Linked DNA regions of Mus musculus: region 2 is linked to region 1. Evidence: chromatin contacts called from public HiChIP or PLAC-seq data. All regions are on one chromosome and are shown on one strand. The core of a region is the stretch at or near the end of the contact, and the rest is flanking DNA. Distances in the headings are between cores, read along the strand shown.

Region 1 (6,508 bases), core at 1,960-4,459:
CAGTGCCCAAAGTAAACAGTGATGACAAATTTCAAAACTTTTTCATAGTTTCTGTTAGCAAAATCATGGCTGATGCTCTCTAGAGTTCTACAGTAGAAGCATGCCAGGTCAAACGGGCAACCCCATTCCCTACGTCAACCAGGGCAAGCCTTCTGACTTGGCCCAAAATTGAGTCTACGCCCAACTCAATCTGGATAGATAAAAGCCAGCCTTCCTCAGGAACTTGTGAAAATAGTTCCCAAGCCAAAAGGAGTCACTTTTCTTATGTGCAGCAGAAAGGACATATGGCTACACTAACATGTATCTGTGGCTGTATCAAAGCCCATGCTGCCGCCAGGCTCCCTCATTGATAGCATTTAGTATACAAGCCTCCACCCTAGCCTCCAACCTGCAACCTTTGAACCTCAGATCCCAGCTCTCTTCAGAGCCCTCAGCCCTGGGTACTCCTGCTAGCCTCAGCTTCTCTCTCTCTCTCTCTCTCTCTCTCTCTCTCTCTCTCTCTCTCTCTCTCTCTCTCTCTCTCGCTCTCTTGTTCTCTCCCTCCCTCCCTTCCTCCCCCACCCCCTGCATCTCTTGCTCCCTTGCTCCCCACCACTCTTGAATTGCACTCTTCACCTCTTGCTCATCTCTCTTCTCTGGCAGATCGCCATGGCCACAGCCAGTCTGGTTCTCTTTCTCTCTGTGTTGGACTATTCCAGATGCTTCTGGATACTTTCTTATTCATAAGAAAAACCTTCCTAGTTATGGAGCGGTCTTTTGGCGGTTTCTTTACTGCATTCCTCACATTAAAACCCTTACTAAATAAACTCAAATTAAAAATAAAAAGAAAAGAAATTCCTCTATCAGTTATGTCTCTGGTGCAGTCATGCTGAGTGAGAGAGGCATATAGGAAAGGTATACAGGTCAACAGTTTAAAGTAAGCACTACTGTTTCTTTTAATCCACTAGGACAAAGCCTGGGGAGGTATTTTCATGGTGACACATTTGACTACAAAGTTCAGGTCAGGGCCTCCCACCTATCCCTCAAGAGCATCATTGGAAATATCAATTCCTTAAAATAAAAGGAGAGGGGGAAGGACTTAAATTATAAAGATTAAGGACAGATTTAAAATACGAGCACAGTATTACACACTGGCAGAACAAACAATACTTGGGAAATGAGGCTCACATACTTTCACTATATCCTGTGGCTATGTTCTCCTTTTCTTCTACAGACTTTTCTACATTACAATCCTCTCCCAAACTGAGATTACAGATGTGTACTTCATCTTCAGGAGAGGCTGATGCAGGAGGCGTGCTACCTTCTTTGGGGGAGCCTTTTCCATCACCTGGGTCTCTGGTTTCTGTACTATTTCCTTTCAAGGGTGTGATGTGGTGGGCAGAACTAGACAGGGTGTCAGGGTGGCTGCTTCCCTCTGGGCCTGTGTCATCCCTCAGCTGAGGGCCAGGCTGACTGCAAAGCCCTGGGCTGTCGTTAGCAGAGGTCTCCACCAAAAGCAAGCAGGTAGAAGCTGTATTCACTTCCTCCTTGACAGGTTTCTCAAGACTAGAGGCACTTTTTGAAATTAAGTCACTAATGCTGCTGATGGATCTGTGCTTTTCACCAATGCAGGTAAAATCACACATTTCCAGCATGTTTCTTCGCTCCCACTTTGAGAGACCTCTGCAGTGGAACAGAGAAGGGCTTGCTAGTTGCTGAGCCTCAGGAGGAAGTCTCTCCGAATTCCTCTCCTTGAGATTATCAGGGGAAAAATAGTCCTCATAGGAAGAAGCCTCAACGTCAGGAGTTCCCGGAATGAGTCTGATTGTGGACGGCGGGCTCTGGTCGGACTTGAATAACTGTATTGCCAGAGCAGACTTTCTCTTGTACCTCTTCTTCAGTTTTCCTTTTGGAGATGAACCCAAGTCCGCTGCCCTTTTTCTCTTTGCAGAAGAATTCTTGGGTCCCAACCGTACTTGGTGTTCTTCTATGATGGACATCGTAGGAGACAGACAGAGCTTCTCATCAGGCACCCCCTGAGATACACCTGCAGCTTGCTTTCTCTCGGAATCAGCTACCGCACCTGTAGCATCCTTCTGACAGTTGATGCTCTCCTTTGAAGGACTGTCTGGAGCTTTCTGAGGACGTGGCTGCCTGAGATGGTTGGGTGATGCTGAGCCATAAAAACTGCTTGCCCTCAACACAGGTGAGGAAGGGCATGTCACCGTGGTCATCTCATTAGCAGATCTTCCCAGTTTCCTTTCTTGATCTCCACAGGAATCACCGAAAGATGAGTGGGAGCCACTGGCAAAGGATTCATCTGCAGAGATCAACAAAGAATCGCCTTTAAAATGTGCAAGTGACCAGACAGGGTGTCACTGGTCATTGTGTAACTCTAGCTGGCTTGGAACTCAAGAGAGAGTCTGTCCCTGCCTCCTGAATGCTGGCTTGGTTTAAAGGTATGTGCCACCATGCTTGGCTAGGCTTTGGTCTTCTATAAGCCATTTCTCCTCATAAACAGAACACGGCTCCTCATATCTGTCCCCTGTTCTTCCATCAAGTCCTCATGTTTTATTTATATTTCAAATGAAGCATGTGGGGCTCTCAATATTCCGATCTCTCATGAAGTCTGCACTTCTCTCAGAAGTAATGATACGCTGTCCATCACCTCTGCAGGCTCCCCACTCTGACCCCAGCTTTCTGACACATTTTGCTGTGGGTAAACACAACTCATCCTTCAAAACCAGCTCAGTGTCAGTGTCACCTGTGACTCTCCTGATCCTGTCAGGTCACAGTGCTAGCCCCTCCTGGGACTCAGCATGCTACTGTCCTCTCATTATACTGAAGTACTAGAGGGCAGTCAGCACTTTCTGCTCACTTTCCTGAACCTGTGGTCATTACTCAGACCCAGTTCTACTGGTACAGTGCTGCCCAGCTGAAGGCTTCCTTTTTTAGAGAAAAGACACCATCTGGAGGCAGTGCTGGGATTCTAACTTAAACAACTCGAGCTCGGCTTTCAGAGCAGAGTGGTGGCAACAGAGATATCCTGTCCTTGAAGCTGTGCTCTGGGAAGGGAGGGGCAAAAGCAAAGGTCAGCTGATACTGGGCCTCTGCTGAAGTGCTTCCAAGACAGCAGTTGGAGTGATACTGAGATTTACTCTTAGGAACTGAATGCATTAATCACTCTTCAATAAGCCACGATTCAGTGTGGCACATCACTAAGAGCATAAATTCTTAGACTACTTATGTCAGAAGCCTGGGTGTATCACTCACAACCTCAGGATCTTGCACAATCCACTTGACCTCCTGGTTTTCTCTTCTGTGAAATGGGAGTGGGGATGCAGCCTACCTCATGGAGACTTGGGGTGTGTGTGTGATACAGTGAGACACAAGAACAGTATAGGGAAAGGTAAGCCAGCATTGTTATCGCCATTTGCTTCCAATCTATGGGAGATATAACTGAGCAAAGAAAAGATGAATGGGTAAACAAGCTCAGAACATGCAGGACAGACTGCCAGAATACACCCCACGGACAGGAAGAACACCTAGCTGAATCTCCTCATGTGGCGTTTGAAGCCCTTTTGAACACAGTTGTTTAGGGTTTCCACAGACTTCACTTAGGCCCCCATGGACTTACGTGAGGGAAGTGTAAAGAACTCAACACCTGACAGCTATATAGCCTTGAAAAAAGGTCAAGGGCTCCTATACTATTTAACACAGACTCTTTTCAATAATATGCTTCATGGCTTAATTAAACACGAATAATTCCTCTTTAGTGCTAACTGTGCTCAGATATACATTTACACTGCATTTAAATCATATATAGTCACAAGGATTTCCACAACAAAGCAAACAATCAAACAAATCCCCAGGGAGGGACTAATAAGAGTTCAAGCAGGAGGTCCCCAATACCATAAGACCAAATCTCATGGAGAAACTTAGGTCTACTCAGCTGCTTGAGTGGTTAGAACGGACCACACGACATCTTGGCATGGTGGAGCATTTTTGTAATCTCAGTACTCGAGGAGACAAGGACATGGTTCTAGTTGGAGGCTAGCTGGGTATCTATTGAAGTGCCATGCTAGCCAGAGCTCCACAGAAAAAGTCTAGCTCAAAAAGTACAGTGTGAGAGGAGACACACACACACACTTTTCAAATCATAAGTCTGTTACAAAAACAAAATACATATTACAATTTTACCTGAACTCAAAGGTTGGTGAGAAATGTTCAAGGATGTTTCAAACAGACTGACACATGGATTCTGCTGAGACTGCTCCAACATCTGGGAGGCTGATAACACAATGACAAGTTTCAATAACTGGATGGCAGAATTGCCTACTGGACAGGGACAAGAGCATATCTACCCATTCTGCTCCTGATCCCATATACACAGGAAATTAATCTTACCTTTAGGCTAAGCTTAATATAATTCGAGAACAAAAACTATATCAGTTATACTGTAGATTTAAGACTGACAAAATGAATCCCTATCAATCACTGCCCCACAAACATGATCACACAATCACATGAGATGGGACTTTCAAAATCCAACTTGTATGAAGCTTAAACCAAATTAAGTGAATGTTTTCGGTTTGAGAACTGAAGTTTCTAATATTTACTTCTAAGTAAGTAAAAGTCCAGTGCTGACACAGACAGGGGCAACTGGTTTAGAAAGACTACACAATAACAAATTGTCCCCAAAAGTCAACAGTGTTTCAGTTAAGAAACCAGTTTTAAAGAAAATATCTAGAACATCAATGATTCAATAAATGAGGCTCTAGGCGCTATCTTCAAAAGCTGTCCATACAAGAGACAAAACAAACATATCCAAAGATTTTTAAAATTTATTTTAAATTATGTGTATTTATGTGTTTCTGTGTATGGGTATGGGACATGAGTATAGAAGAGGTACTGGGATCCCTTCTAGTTGTAGTCACAAGATGTTTTGAGCCACCCAACATTCTTCTGGGAACTGTTCTTGTGTCCTCTGGAAGTACAGTACTTAAGCATCCTCTAAAAGTCGTTTTTTCAAAAGGAAAATCAGAGGATGTTTCCCTCAGAAAACTTAATAAAGTGACTATAAAGCAAGGGCATATATACAAAGAAGGTATGGGCAGTCAGAAGTCCTCAGATACTGTGGTTGTTCAGTTGTTCTGATGCTGGGAACTGAACCCAGGGCTTTGTGCACACTAGGCAAGAACTGAAATACATAGCCTTAGCCTTTGTACAGTTACTTTGGAAGCAAAGTGGAGGGGGGGGGTGTTGGGGGCTTTAAATTTTTTATTTTTATTTTTAGGGACAAGCTCATTTTAACAAGTTAATTCAGGCTGACTTTACAAGCTGTTCTTGAGCTCCTGCTCCTCCTGCCTCCAGCTTTGAATACTAGGATTTGAATTACAGACATGCACTCACCACAGTGGCCTTTCAGCTGTGGGGTTTAAAAATCTCTGACTCAGTTCATATACGCGTTGAATCAATTTGGACATGCACATGAGACAGAGCTATATACCTGCTTCAGCTGCCAACAAAACCATGATGGTGTCTCTGTAAAAGCTACAGTTCATCTCAGTCTTACTTGTTACCATGGCTGATACTCATGGACCTGAGATGCAGATGAGTCTAGTGTAGTTTGTAATGGTAGCAAGTGAAGGAAAAGGCTTAATAAAATGCGTATGATGTGGCTGGCATGGTAGTGCATACAGTTAACCGCAGCACTTGGGAGGCAGAGGCAGCTGGATCTCTGAGTTCAAGACCACATTGTCTACAAAGCAAGTTGTAGGGCAGCTAGGGCTATACAGAGAAATCCTGTCTCAACAACAACCACAAACAAAAAAGAATATTCTAATGATCTAAATTAAGTAAGAAATAAACTACGGCCGCACACAGAAGGCACACCTGTATCATTCCAACTGTACATACATCAGCAGAGGAGTGTAAGCAGTGGGGAGGCAAGGCTTTGCTTATTCACAGCATTGCTCATCATCTTATTAAAATGTGCTTACTACTACATAGGTAATTAAAATATTCTCCTTTTAAAGAGACCTGACTAACTTAGTTTTTTATTATTTTATTCTGTAAAAAATGTTTTTTATTATTTATGTGTATATGCATGTCTAAATTACACATGTATGCAGGTTCCCACACAGGCCAGAAGAAGGCACTGGCTCCCTTGGAGCTGGAGTCATAGACAGTTATGAGTTACCCAATGTGGTGCTGGGAACTGGGCTCCAATCCTCTGCAAAGGTACCAAGCACTCTAACTTCTGAGCCATTTTTCCGGCTCCTTACTTTTTTTGAAAAAGAAAAGAGATACTGAAAACGATGAAGGAGCTGCAAGAAGGGAACTGAAGAACACTCAACCTTACAAAGCACATTTCTTCTGGAAAAAAACACTAGAAAGGTCTCCACTGAAATTAAGTACTAAATTCAGGAAGCACTCAAAATGTCTAGGTAAGGAGACTGGGGGTGCAGCGTGATCCCTTGACCCATGCACTGCAGAAAGGAAAAACAGCAAGCACCTAGGGTAGAGA
Region 2 (7,433 bases), core at 1,256-3,755, 96 kb before region 1:
GTTCCTCCTCCCTCAAGCTCTGCTTTTCACATGGCCCAGACTGAGGCATGTGGAACTCTGAGAACCACGGGATCTAACTCCCACGTAGCAGCCCGAGGCTTCCCAGACGCAAGCTGTTCCCCAGGCCGGAAGACCCACATGTAACGAGATCCTGGAGACAAGAGGACAGGTGAGGTTTGCCGGGCTAGAGGAGGACTTCTGAATACGTTAGTTATCAAGGTGGAAAGGCCATTCTCTCAGAGCAGTGCTGAACAGCTGTGGAAGAGCACATCAGGTCCTCCTGCCCCCGCACCCATATTTCCCCATTCACCAACTAGATGAGGTCTCTAGTTTTCCTCATTCAGACTGCTGGGTCAGCTGCTTTAGGCTCTGGGCTATGCTGTATTGTGAAACTTAATTCAGTTTTTCAAGGAGTAAATTACACAGCCTGCAGTCCACTCATCCCAAGTGCACACTTTGATGAATGTACTCTCACATGTCTGTAACGACACCCTAGCCCGGCATACAGAGGGGGCCCAGCATAGCTGATGGGGTTGGGTTCCTCTCACTGGCTGGTTCTTTTCCGCTCAAGGCTAATCTTTATTTTGCTACCCATGATAGGTTTTAGATTTCCTATAACTGGAGCAGTGCAGCCTGTACTTCTGCTCGGTGATTCTATTTTTCAATGGCTCATTCACGCTGTTGCATGCATTGAAATGTGCTTCCGCCATCACTGGGGAGTGATTTGTTATACAGCCAGGTTTTCACACCCATGTGTAAGTTCAGGTGGACGTATGCTCTTTTATGGAAGTCAATACTTCAATACTTCTCTGTTGGCCAAACCCATGTGCTATACCTTACACTGTTATCTTTGGAGTCTATTGTTAGAATGACTTAAAAGCAGACTGGTGTGAAGTCCAAGATCAACTTATTTCCTAATGAAATTGGCCACTCAGGGCCCATGCTGAGTGGTGGTCGTGCTGTTCAATCTGGAGGCGTCAAGGGGGAGCTCTGAAGAGAGGGATCACCTCAGTGGGTTGAAGTCCTGGACAAACACGTAATGAATCTCCCCAAGGTTATGGTCAGGGTTAGAACGGAGACAACAGAAGGCCCGAGTGATGGGAAAGTGAGATGGGGGAGGAAGGACGGGCTCGACTGTCCACTAGCTTCTCACTCAGGCCTGATGTTGCTACCTTGCCGCTGTTTTCAACCTTTCCCATCATCAAGGCGTAGGGAAAGACTGGCATATACAAGTTTCCCAAACTAGAGCTTGCTCCTGTGAACTCTGAGAGCTTTCTTCCTTTCGTAGGTCTTCCTGGATAGCACTGCCCTCCAACAGGTGAGGTGTGCTCACTACACACAGCTCACACGGCTCAGAACTTCTCTCTGAGAGCCGGCTGTCCCCTGCTGCCAGGGCAGTTACCAGGACTACTCGACATGCAGGGAAGGTACCAGGAGAACAGAGTTCCTTGGCTGAAACTGGCCCACGTGGGGCTCCTGGCTGCTGGGGATAAAGGGTAGGGAGGATTCGGGTCCTCACTTCTGCTTTTCCATTGTATTTCCAAGGCAGCTGTTGCCTTAGTAGGGACTTTGCCCTCTAAGGCAATGTGAGTCATCAAAGAGGCTGGGGGCTGAAGGATTGAGGAATGGGGAAAGATCTTGGTTGGTCTGCACCTCGCAGCTGGAAAATACTGGAACAGAAGCAAAGCACTGGGAGCAAATTCTCCACTTCAGCTCTAACTTTGGCCTTGAACGTCACCCCAGGTGGGGGCCAAGATTCAGAGGAACGAAACACTCAGAATGTGGATCCCAACAAGCAGTAAAACCCCAGGGCAGGTCCTTCTACCAGGGGACTCAGTAAGTGACAGAGATGCAACATTAAAGCTGGCACCCACACTTTGTAAACTTGACACTGAATTCCTACAGCCGAAGGAAACTGTCGAGATCAAATTAAAGCAGATCATGGGGATTTAGGCCAAGTCACAGGATAACCGCAGTGAGCTTTGGCTTGAAAATGGGGCAGGATGAGTCATATTTTGATTAAGACAAACAGATCTAACAATACGAAAAAAACAAAAACCAAACTCTACTACTGCAGTCTTCTGTGTTTGCCCCTCATTCCCACAAAGTACGCCAAGCAGGGCAAACTCTGAGTGAACTGTGGGGCTAATGTCATTGTGGCTCTGAAAAAAGAGGTCCACTTAGATGGCCTCAGTGATATCATTAATGAGCCCCCAAAGAAGTAGCAGACTGGGCCAGCTGCTCTGTGATCCCAAGTGGTACCACAGCCCCTAGCCTCACTGGTAAGTAGAATATAATTCTTAAAACTCACTGTCCCCCTTTATTTTGTGAGTAAAAATCCAAGCACGCAGGAGAAAAATCAGTTCTGAATGGCACGCTTTTTATAACTTGTGGCAGCAGGGTGAAAGGGCACAGGAATTTTCCACTAGCTTCCAACTGAACAGCCCTGCATGCAAGGCAAGAGGGCTGGGGAGAGGGGCAGACCTCCGAACTGCATCTAATTATGGGAAAATGACTCAGGTCCCTTGTACTTTCACCACAAGCTTCTGGAGAGGCACGCCGAGGCTTTCCCTCAGAGACGGCTGTGGCGCTCAAGTCAATGTGGCTTTCCTATATAACTGAGTGTCCTAGAATTGTTCACCTAAGAACAAGTGAGGACTGGATGGGCGCACTGTAAATCATGAGCAAGCAGTAGTTGGCAAGATCGCCCTTTGAAAGCCAATGCCCACTTCTGCACTTCTGCCTACCACAAAATGCACTGGCCAGGGGCAGGCGGAGTCCCACGGCACCACACGCTGCTCTGAGAACATGCCATCAGGTACTTGGGAAAGCTGCTCACCTGAAGGGGGATAGGGCCTCAAAGCATCACAAGCTAGAAAAACACTCAAGTCTAAGACCTCTTCTAAGGCCCCGCTAAGGTCTTAGACACTCTGCACTTCTGTTCATGTTTCTAGTTTGCTGACAAGCACACAGATAGCAACTAAAGGCAATGTCTTGACTGGAGGCAGGGAAGGAGGAGGAGGGCTGGGTCTCCAATCGAAATCCCACAGAGGGCAAGGCTCTGGCCAATGTGTTTCCACTTTTCTTAGTTCCTGGTATCCAGAGTGTCTCAGTAATTATTACTTCTTTCATAGCACCCCTAGGTTGAAACAAATACTTAATAAATGAATTGACTAGTACATTAGGTCCAAATGATTTAAACACTTAGCAGTCATTTCAACACATAAATGCACACAAACTGCAAGAAATAAATGACCCTTTGTTTACTTTTTTTTTTTTTGACAAAGTATTGTTATGTAGTCCAGGCTGACCTTCAGTTTGCCTCAGCCTTCTGAATGGAGTTGTTTCTTAAGTATGAATGGAGTGGATTTAGCCTATAGGCAGCACAATGTTCCTTTGGAGTCAAAGTGGACACTGCCCCAGTGAGTTCTAGTTCATCTTCTATCCTGCCAGGCTTGCTTTCTGCAAGAGCGGCCACCAGAAACTCAGCTTCACAGAAGGACGATCAGACATTACAACTGGGGGGCTCTGAGCCTCTGGCTCCTCTAACAGTAGACAGAGTTGAATGCTGTGAGTTTTCCTTGAGCATTTTAAAACTCCCCTCCATGGTATTGTCTGCTCACTGCAGGCACTCAGGATGCCTTAGTGTGGACTTTGGAGTCTGTGCTAATTTGTTCAACTTGACTCCTCCTCCTCCTCTTCCTCCTCCTCCTCTTCCATTCAGAGCAAGGCCTCATGTAGCCCAGGCTATCCTTGAACTCATTATATAGTGGAGGATGTCCACAAACCTTTGATCCCTCTGCCTCCACCTCCTAAGTCCCAGGAGTACAGGTGTTGGTGACCAAAACTAGCTTATATGGTGCTAGGGACTGACCCCAGAGCTTCATGCACACTAGGTAAGCACTATAAATGAGCACTACAACTTGCCATTTATATGACAAGCTCCTCAGTATCTCTATGTTACTTTTCCCAACGAGGAATGGAAAACTTAAACAAGCTGGCCCAGGAGCTCCTATGGAGCTGAGCTGCAACTTGCCTCTCCGTGGAGATGCCTGCAGGAGAGCTTCAAAGACAGTGGCAAGTCCCTCCCTAGCCACTCGGTCCTGGCACAGCCAGGCTTCCACATTGCTACTCAAAGCATGACACACTTAGTGCACTGGAGGAACCCAAGACAGAATTAAATCCACCCAGCTGGCTCGTATCACTTCCTCAGAGCGCTGCGGCCTCACTCCACCGAGCACCGGGCAGAGCCACCATCCACAGTACAGCTTAAGTTCTCTCTGCCACTGGACTCCATCAAATGCAATGCATGACTCAGACATTTCTTTATTTGTTATTTATTTTTAGACTAATGGGAACTGTATGAATTCTTTCTTGGGCTTCCAAGGGCACATGCCTTTTATGCTTGATCCGGAAAGAGTCATGTTTCGGAATGCTAAATTACAATTTACCTAACTGAATCCTTTAACTGTCCTCAGGCAGCTAGAACAGTTTCATCCACAGTTCAAGGCCAGTGAACTTGAATCCCCAAGTTCATGCTCCAGGCGTTACGCAGGTAGTCCCAGGTAAAAGGTACAAACTCACCCATGTTAAGCAAATACTCCCGATCACAGCTAAATACATTAAAGGTTTCATTTTCAAACATCTTGTCCTTTAACGTTCTTCTGGTTGAGTCAGAAAATGCAGGGAATACATAGGGCATGATAACGTCAAGCTCACAGTTTGATATTATCTTTAAAATGAGAATTCATCCGATAATTTATACCTAGGTCAACATGTGAAATATCCTGTCTGTAATCTTTGTGTGTGCCTGTGTGTGTGTACATGTATGTGATTATTTAAGCATACACAAAGCTGTCTCCTTTGGCCTAAGCATACACACACTCACACCCCCCTTCCCCCACCCCCTCCACATATGCATGCACAAAAAAAAAATCAAAAGAAGAAATATGTTCAGTTTGGCACAGTATGCCTTCACTTCATGGCCAACTGTTTTCTGCTGTTGATACTTGGAGAGTAGCTTCTCTCCTCCAGCATGAATGACAGCCCGCAGCACACATGTGACCAACTCTCCCTGAACAGGAGTGAGCAGCAACACAGCAGCCCTAAGCAGAAATGCTGTGATGAGAAGCTCGGCACAGTGTGTATTCTGTGGTAGACACTTGCTTATTTTGGGTCAGGAGACATAATTAGACACTCACTGATTTGCCTGAAGTCATAATCACCATTTGCCGTTTCCGGTTGAGCCTCTTCTCAGTGGAATCAAACAACAGCCATCCACAGAACTCGGGGCATGTGGTTTGCAGGGCAGTTTTGATGGACTACAAGCCACAGGCAGAGTGAAAACATGCTCAGGGCTTTTTAACAGCCTCACAGAGGGAGCCGTGGTCCCTGTTTAACAATCAAAATTTAAATGGCTCAGAGTAAACACACGGATAGGTACTTAATATGCTGCCTATCAAGTCTCAGACCAAGAAAGGAAGGTAAACTACAGGTAGGAAAAAAAGTTACACCATCGACAGCTTTGTCTCCTTATCTGAGTGAGTGTTGGGTACAGCCACACCTCCCCTGACTGCTGCTTAAATCTCAGTTGTCCAGGCTTGCCTTAGTTTGCTACATAGCTGAGTATGACCTCGTCCTCCTGACTCCATCCTGGGATAACAAGTGTGCCCCACTACGCCTGTTTTTAAAGCAATGTTGAGGATCAAGCCAGGGCTTCCTGAATGAGGGGCAATCGCTCTTGTCAACTGAGCCATAGTCTCAGCTCCTGAAGTAGTTCTTTAAAAATTAAGTATACACACATATCCAGATATGGTTGGCTCTTCCCTTCAATCCCAGATTTGGGAGGTAGATTGAGGAAGGAGGGTCATGAGTTCAAGGCCAGGTTTACCAAATGTTCTAAAGTTCTAGGTCAGCTTGGGTTCCGTAAAATAAAATAAAATAAAAAATAAAATCCTACTAGTAAGATTTAAGATGAGTTTGTTAAAAAGTTTAAAGACATATTTTAACCTTAAAAATTGATGCACGAAACAGGGCTTTGTGAAATAGTTTGTATTTCTAATGTGAGTTATAAAAAGACTGGTCACTTTTAGCTTCAGCAAGACACAGGCACATGTGCGGTCCTGTGAAATATGTGCACACAAGGGATTACAAGTATGAAAATAAATATGAAAAAAACTGTAGTCTTAAACACTTGGAAGAGTGGGAACGGAACCAGAGGTTAAAGGAGAGATAATCTAATCAAATAGAAGAAGATGATTTCCCCCCTAACTAGGTCAAAAAAGCATAGTTTTGTTGTAATGAAATCATTAAATGAAAAAAGCTGTGGCCAAAATGAGGAGCAGGATCTGGTCTTAGACTTCCTGGCATCACACTGCAGTGTCTCTCCAGGTCTGCACCTACACATTAATGCAGAGGGGACACATACACATATGTCCCTGACAGGGGGATCCACGCCTTCTAACTAAGGGCAAAGCATAGAGAAGGATGCTCGCTCACACACGAGAATGAAAACTATCCAGGAGAAAGGCACCATCCACACTGAGGAAATGCCTTCCAAGGCATCCAGTTCAGGATGGGGCAAAGCTACAGTGTTAAGGGTAAAAGACATCAGGGGCACATCACCATAGGCAAAGGACATGAGGGGCACATCACCATAGGCAAAGGACATGAGGGGCACATCACCATAGGCAAAGGACATGAGGGGCACATCACCATAGGCAAAGGACATGAAGGGCACATCACCATAGGGAAAAGGACATAAAGGGCACATCACCATAGGCAAAGGACATGAAGGGCACATCACCATAGGCAAAGGACATGAAGGGCACATCACCATAGGGAAAAGACATGAGGGGCACATCACCATAGGGAAAAGGACATGAAGGGCACATCACCATAGGGATAGGACATGAGGGGCACATCACCATAGGGAAAGGACATAAAGGGCACATCACCATAGGGAAAGGACATGAAGGGCACATCACCAAAGGCAAAGGATGGCAGGCACACACCCTCATAGTTAAAGGGATATCAGGTGCACTACTTATTTTTCCCTTATTGAAGAGCCCCAATAGTACCACCCTGCCATCTTAGGGCATATTTCTGAGAACCACCTTCATTGCTTGGGGCCGACCCCAGAGACTGGTCTTGTTGCGGATCCTCTTCCAGACCCCTGGCTGACTCCTCTCGGTGATTACAGCCCAAGCCATGGGTATCTACAAAGCCACCAGTGCACCTACTTCATGTAAGCTAACCCTGTCCAATTTTTAGCAGCTTCCAACATCAGCTCAAATGTCTTTCCATTGGAATCCTTTGCATCTTTGAATTGCTCCTAGAAAGAGGAAATTAAGGAGCAGAGGGCTTGGCTGGCATCTGTCCATAGTGGCAGCACACAGCAGGGAGCACTGTAAGACTTCCTAAGCCGAACTGCA

The links. HiChIP or PLAC-seq counts read pairs in DNA pulled down with a chosen protein or histone mark.
Region 2: a CTCF HiChIP or PLAC-seq map of the NIH/3T3 cell line shows a contact between it and region 1, with 16 read pairs. The contact joins two enhancer-like sites. A contact is called at or near these places in 1 of 15 datasets of contacts at CTCF or cohesin (the NIH/3T3 cell line), 4 of 484 Hi-C or Micro-C datasets (bone marrow-derived macrophages, brown adipocytes, muscle stem cells and 1 more), 3 of 115 datasets of contacts at active chromatin or transcription factors (embryonic stem cells, fibro-adipogenic progenitors and heart atrium) and 2 of 9 other capture datasets (adipose tissue and embryonic stem cells).

The regions. Positions count from the first base shown.
Region 1 is chr8:18,627,307-18,633,814 of GRCm38.p6, reverse strand. It overlaps Mcph1 (microcephaly, primary autosomal recessive 1), which reads right to left. Exons shown (of 14, transcript NM_173189.3): 7 at 4,180-4,269; 8 at 1,172-2,299. Among named protein-coding and RNA genes, the nearest start is that of Gm25763, 16 kb to the right of the region's middle. Within about 2 kb of position 3,209, at least 39 of the 459 cell types and tissues checked have an H3K27ac peak or open chromatin away from gene starts, as enhancers often do. A contact at or near this core is called in the NIH/3T3 cell line, where this site is marked.
Region 2 is chr8:18,721,668-18,729,100 of GRCm38.p6, reverse strand. The region is part of intron 12 of Mcph1 (microcephaly, primary autosomal recessive 1); the gene reads right to left. The region is part of intron 1 of Angpt2 (angiopoietin 2); the gene reads left to right. Among named protein-coding and RNA genes, the nearest start is that of Angpt2, 16 kb to the left of the region's middle. Within about 2 kb of position 2,505, at least 69 of the 459 cell types and tissues checked have an H3K27ac peak or open chromatin away from gene starts, as enhancers often do. A contact at or near this core is called in the NIH/3T3 cell line, where this site is marked.